Linked DNA regions of Mus musculus: region 2 is linked to region 1. The links are chromatin contacts, called in public HiChIP or PLAC-seq maps. All regions are on one chromosome and are shown on one strand. Each heading gives the region's core, a stretch centred on a gene start, on an enhancer-like site or on the middle of the called end of the contact. The rest is flanking DNA. Distances are from core to core; before and after follow the strand shown.

What was found. HiChIP or PLAC-seq counts read pairs in DNA pulled down with a chosen protein or histone mark.
Region 2: a FOXA1 HiChIP or PLAC-seq map of pancreatic cancer cells shows a contact between it and region 1. The contact joins two enhancer-like sites.

What each region holds. Positions count from the first base shown.
Region 1 is chr13:109,240,824-109,244,130 of GRCm38.p6, forward strand. The region is part of intron 3 of Pde4d (phosphodiesterase 4D, cAMP specific); the gene reads left to right. Among named protein-coding and RNA genes, the nearest start is that of Mir582, 82 kb to the right of the region's middle. Within about 2 kb of position 1,773, at least 92 of the 459 cell types and tissues checked have an H3K27ac peak or open chromatin away from gene starts, as enhancers often do. A contact at or near this core is called in pancreatic cancer cells, where this site is marked.
Region 2 is chr13:109,879,802-109,883,108 of GRCm38.p6, forward strand. The region is part of intron 7 of Pde4d (phosphodiesterase 4D, cAMP specific); the gene reads left to right. Among named protein-coding and RNA genes, the nearest start is that of Mir1904, 22 kb to the right of the region's middle. Within about 2 kb of position 1,535, at least 41 of the 459 cell types and tissues checked have an H3K27ac peak or open chromatin away from gene starts, as enhancers often do. A contact at or near this core is called in pancreatic cancer cells, where this site is marked.

The DNA of each region.
Region 1 (3,307 bases), core at 523-3,022:
CCAAGGCTTAGGAGGCCATGGCGCTACTCAGACACTACCATCCCCCACCTCTTCCTTCCCAGCACACCTTGCTTCCATTCCGCCTCTGCGCCAGTACGCATGAGCATTTCTCTTTCTCGTCGTGTCTGTGCCAGATTCTGTCCAGTGTCACTACACTTGGTGCTCTGTGCTCTCCCCATGTCCTCCTGTGGGGTCATGCGTTCAAATCTCAGCTGCTCCTGTGTCCTGTGCAGGGTGACCTTTTCCTTCAGACAGCTAAGACTTGGTTACTGGGCTAAGCACCATGTGCCTGGCTCATTTCTCCACACAAGGAGTAGTTTCCAGAACAAAACACTAAACCTTAGAATGGCCAGTCACCAGACCTTTTCAAAAACTATCCTCTAAATATTCCGAGTCTTTTTTTTTTATTTTTACATTAATATGCATTTTAAAAAATTGTTTTAAAACCCTCAAATTATTTTTAAAGGTCTTCCATTTGCTCTTTTTTCTATTGTTGTACGTGTTGGTTTTTCTACATAGCTAGTTGCTATAGGTGAGTGTTAGACTGTGCATACTAGTGTTACATATTTAACTCAGCCTATATTTCTTCCAGCGGTTATGATTTGTATCATCTCCTAATTCAGTCTGTTAGTATCATTCCAAACTCTGGGCTTGACATGATGCATTTGGAAGATGAATCTTAATGTTCTTAACCATCAAATGAAAGTTACCTGCCTATACACACAGCTCTTCTATTTCAATTAGTGTAGCTTCTGTAGTCCTTTAATGACATCTGCATAAAGAAGGGGTGTGCATATAAGGCAGGAGTCAAATACAAATTTTAACTGCTAACTGGTATACTTCTTTATTATCACTTCAAACTTATCATTAAAAAATAGAGTATATAAAAGATTAATTGTAGACTTTAAAGTACAGTTAAGTATAATCTGGTTCAGTGACCTGGTTAAATCCTTGATCCAGGCACTTGTCCATTTCCATAGGAGCACTTTGTCATTTCATTCTGGATATTCTAAAAATAATATAAGCATTAAGCTCAAAGAGGTAACTCACAAACTTTGCCTCATGATAAGGATGGCAAGAGAGTTAACCAAAGGGGTAGAGACTATAGTCCTAAGTAAAGGAGGTAAATAATCCCAGAGCAAGTAACATTAAAACACTGTCTTAAGAATGAACAAAAATTCAACAAAGAAAGAAATGAGTGACTGGGTAGAAGAGGTGACAGCCTTCAAGGTGCGGGGCTTGTTGGGAATGGAGATTTCGACAGCTGTAGAACTCAAGGGCGCGCTATTTGGTCTGTGAGCCTACAGTGAAATTCTGCAGATGTGAGTCTAGTAATGATAGGTGTAGGAGCATAAGAAAATACATGTATATTATCTACCATGAAAAAAAAAATCAAGTCTGTTCAAGTAGGGGATGGTATGTTTTAGAAAGACAGGTTTGTTAAGATCACGGAAGACAGATGTTTGAGCCAGGGGAACGAGGGAACATCTTTCTGTGTATGATAAAAGATTTTATTATTAAAGTACATAACTTGTGAAAAGATATATATAAGACCTGGTCAGTTCATTGTAACTTGTCTTATTTTTTTAAATAAGTAAATTTGATTATATCTTTGATTCTATAGATAAGTAGGAAAAAATGTTGGACAAGGAGAGCAATACCTCTTTACTTGGGTTTTGTTTGCCTGTTGGAAGGTTGTGATCCAAAGCTAACTCACTCTCTCACCAAGCCTGTGTTTCTCTGGACTCAGTTTCAAGGGAATACCTCAGGCTTTGGTCCACTCACAGGCCACTTGTGAGTCACAGTCTGAACATGAGGAAATGCTCATTTACTTTTGCGTAGTCATGGCCATGAGACCTTTTTTGTCATTGTTGAAAGTACTGTTCTCTGAGGAGGTTATTTTCTGCCACAGGCAGGGAGCTGAATGTCACAACCCAATTCCAAGCGCTCCCTCGCCGTCCTGATAGCCTGGGGAAGCTGAGGTCTCACATCAGCCTGGAGCACACAGGCTTCATGTGATGGAGATCGGCTCCGTTAATTAGCTGTTTCGGGATTCTTAATGCCCGTGGCTTTGGAAACACTTGTTAACCCAGAGAGGGAGGAGACAAGCTGGAAGCAGCTGGATTCCAGCCTGAATGTATTATAGCTCATTTCAATAACACCTGATCTTTCCAAATCCATGTTCGGGATCTGTTGGAAATTATAGTTGACTTAAGTTGTTCTCAGTGATGCATCCAGGAGATTGCAATTCAAGGCTTCTTGAAGCCACAGAAACAAGAGAGCAGCAGAAAAGAACTGATTAGTGGAACTTTCTGAACATACATGTGCCATTTTCCAGTGGCTGGAAAACAGATATTAAGGGAGAGGGAGAGAGAAGCCACAGGTTATGCAGGGTACCCAGGAGTTTGTGTTTCTGTCTTAACCAAACCGAGAGCCACTTCTCTACCACTGCACACTGCAATCACTGCTCAAAGCTGGCATTCAACAGACTCATAATTCCTCTGAGTACAATTCTCTTGGCATAACCTGACCAACCACATAAAACCTAATGAAGAAAACAACCGTTGTCATGGGCAACCAATGCAGGAATTGCATCACAAGCAAACCACATACTTTCTGTCCTACCGAAGGCTGGAGTCCTGCACAAAGCAAGGCAGTGTCCTTTGTGAATGGGATTAAACCATTTTAAGTACATGTGTAAAGTTACAGTGAAGCCCCTGATTTTGTATCTGGGATCGAAATATAATTACTATATCCCCAAGCCCCCACATCTAAAAGAGCTATATAAAAATACCTACATCAAATTTAAGAAAAGAAGCAAAGTAGAATTATGCTTCCATTTTTCCCATAGAACCCACTGCAAACTAATCTGTTTCAAGATAACACTTAAAACAGCCACCCCTCTGTTGCCTGGATATAAATAATGATTCTACTCTCTCATATTCATCTTCTGGACTAACCCCGAGAAGTCAAGGTGGGTCTCAGTGGCTCACCACTCCTGACTGCTGTGTGGTGGGTCACTTTCTGAGATGCCAGTGGCCCTGTGTTGTTTTGACATTTGCATACAATAGATTCCTGGAAGCCACTAAGTGTTCGGTGAGTATTTGTTGACTGAATAACTGAATGGGTGATGGGAAGGCCCGCTTTAAAGTTAGTCTAGTAAAAATTTTACCATAAAGAATTATCTGAGGCCTGGAGAGATGGTTCAGCGGTTAAGAGACTGACTACTCTTCCAAAGGTCCTGAGTTCAAATCCCCGCAACCACATGGTGGCTCACAAACATCCGTAATGAGATCTGATGCCCTCT
Region 2 (3,307 bases), core at 285-2,784, 640 kb after region 1:
CAGTCTATTTATTGGAAGGATAGGAAAAAAAACTGGTAACTAAGAAGCAAAATAGAAGTCTATCATAGGGTTCATCACTAATGAGTACATTAACTTGAGGGTTGCTGATACTCTGAGTGTATTTTTAACTTTTTCTCAATTAATAATTTGGAACAGATGACTTAGTGACACACGCTAGTGGACTAACAAACCAGTTAAGCTAAGATTCATTCTGAGTTAACAAATCACCGTTGTGTATACAACACTGAAAATTTACTGCTGGTATGACCTGTTTCCTATCTGGTATGTGGAGGTAGCACACTACACTCGAACCTAAATGACCTATAGGACCAAGGAGTAAACTTCATTCTATCTGGACCAGAACTCAGACCTGTGGCTCCTTTGGAAAGCTCCATGGTATACTATTACATAGTGAATGTATAAAAACATAACTAGGACTATCTGGTGGCTAATTCATGGAATTCACTGAAAGGAGATGAAGGGCGGAGAGATTGCCTTGGCTAACTAGCCTACCAGTGGGTGAAAATCATAGAGTCTGGAAACTATCAATATGTAGCAAAACCTTCTGTTTTGAAGGGGGCAGAAATCCAGCGCACTTCTGTCTCTCTCTTTTCCGTGTCCCTCCCCCCATCCCCACCCTCCCTCTCTCTCTGGCATCTCGGCATCATCTCATCTCTCCTTTCCTTCTGACCCCAAGAGAAATATTTTTTCACTCTCGTGTTTCTTTACTTAAAGGGCAGCAGCAACAATGGCAACCAAAACAAGCCTTTGAGTTCTGGCGGCAATCCAGGTCAGGTTTTTAAGTAGCCTCTTCCTCTGAGTCGCCTTGGAAACCGCCTCTATCCTGTCATCTGGCTCTTCATACTCTGTGCTCTTCTGCAACCTTCATTGAGGATTTCCATGTCACACAACCGGGACTAGTCTGCTCTGGCTCTTTTGCAGTTTTCATTCCCCACCCATTTACCACTGCAACCTTAATTGTCTTCATTTTAATTTTTCTTTTAGTTGGTTTTTTGTATTTTTGTTTTGTTTTTGAGTCAGAATCTGAAATTGACTTTCTCAGAAGGCTGATATTCTCTCAACCTAACTTGAGGCACGTAATGGTCAGAGTCCATTTGTGGGTGTTTTTGATCATGGATATGTGGTTTATAGCCTGCCATTCATAATAGACCACTTCCTAACCTGATTCTGGTTCTGGCCTTGGCCCATCTCAAAAATTTTCTAACTGATTGATCCATGCCTTGAAATTTTGTACCCTGAAGGAAAACGTCTAAAGTCATTCGGGGAGGAAATGTAGTAGCGAGCTCTTGTTGACTTGGAAATGTTATGGATAGCATGGATCCATTCAGTAGCTAATGAGTTCATTGTGCAGCCAATATTAGTGACTTATCTGTGGTTGGCAAATAAGGGTGAAACCTGTCCTAACAGGAATGTCGAAAGAGGCAAAGAGTGAAACTTTTCATCTCCACTGGGAGTGAACCAACTTGCCAGATATGGGCCATCAATCATAGTAAACGTGTTCAAAACAAACCATACCTCTTCTGCAGCTCATTGTATTCGTCAGCACCATGGAGGTCAATGGCTCTGACGAGTCACTCTTGGCCAAGTTGCCAACAGCCTGTGGTTTGGGCAGCATGCCTAGGCTGTCTTACTCAAGGATGTTTCTCAGGTAGTTGAACTCCACAGGCCAGTTTCAACCAAGTCTGAAAGGACAAAAGGGCAGTCTTGTTTATGAGGAGTGACACTGTATCACGCCTCTGAAATGGTCTTAAAAGTCAAATCAGTGGGTCAAATGTCTCCTCCAGTCACTTCGTGCCTGCTGCATGGGTCGATTAAGAGATTGAATCGCTGCTCCTTCAGTGTGCTGGTACACATTGTGTAAGCAGAAAGTACAAGAGCGTTACTCACATGAATGAGTCTCTGTGTGTGCTCTGAGTGTATGTAAGGAGAGGGCAGGAACTCAGGCTGAAGAAGTCACCTCGGTGTTCCTTATCACTGGCCCGATTTCCTTATGCATGAATTTGGAGATAATTGCAAACATGCTAAAAGAAGTCACAAGTAGTATAAAAAAGTTCAGGCATATAACACTCAAATTGATTTGCCCCAGCATTCTGCATCACTGGTCTAATGACTCTCTATTTATGTGTGCACATGCACGTAGGCATACATATACACCCATTATTTTTATTTGATGCACCTGAGAAAAAGCTGCACAAATCATGACCTCCCATCACTAAACTCCCCCAGTTCATAGTGGAAAACCCTTAGTAACAGAACACTTTTCTACATAGCTACAGTATGGTCTCAAACATCAGATGGATTTTGAGGTTTTCTAGCCTAACATATTTGTAACTTTTACCCCAAGATACTTGGGATCAGTACCTGGGTACTTAATGGCGGAAGGCACAAACTGCTAGTTGAAGTATAGCTCAAGTGTCTGGGAGGAAAATCTGTATCACAATCTGACACACAAGAAAATACCAGCAGGTGAGCAGGAACCAAGTAGGTACGGATTCTAGGGACCAGTCTTATTTAGTGAAAATACAATGGTGATATTTAGAGAAAGAGACTTCCATTAATTAATAAGCATTATCTGTTTACTGATACATACTATCAGTTAGAATACCTTTTCTTTCAATATTTTTCTTTCCTATCTATGTACCTATCTATCTATCTATCTATCTATCTATCCATCCATCCATCTATCTCTATATTTCTTTCTTTCTATCTATCTATCTATCTATCTATCTATCTATCTATCTATCTATCTATCTATCTATTCATCCATCCATCTATCTTTATGTTTATCTATCTATCTATCTATCTATCTATCTATCTATCTATCTATCTATCTATCTATTCTTTTCTCATATATTATACCCTGACTACAGTTTCCCTTCCTTCCTTGTTATAATCTCCAGCATTTGAAAAACAGAGATGGTTTCTACTTTTAAAACATCATTGCACTGCTTGCTGACATCATCAGTTCAGAAGTAGAGGGAACACTGGATTGGTTATGAAGGGAGCGGGTCTAGAGAGTAAGCCATTCTAATACAAGACTGCAGCTATCTCCTTATTGGAATGAGTAGTGAGGTTGGCTCTTCCCTCTAAATGGCATTTATTGTTCATATTAATTACTTCAAGAATAGGGGCTTACACTGCAATGAACAAATGAATTGATGTTTATACTCCACAGCCCATACAGATCATTTTGATAACTAACATTGAAGACATATGGCATCCTTTCTCCAAGGAAGTGTAAGCATGCATCTCTCTGTCCACCCAAGTGTATCATGCCTCGGGGGAT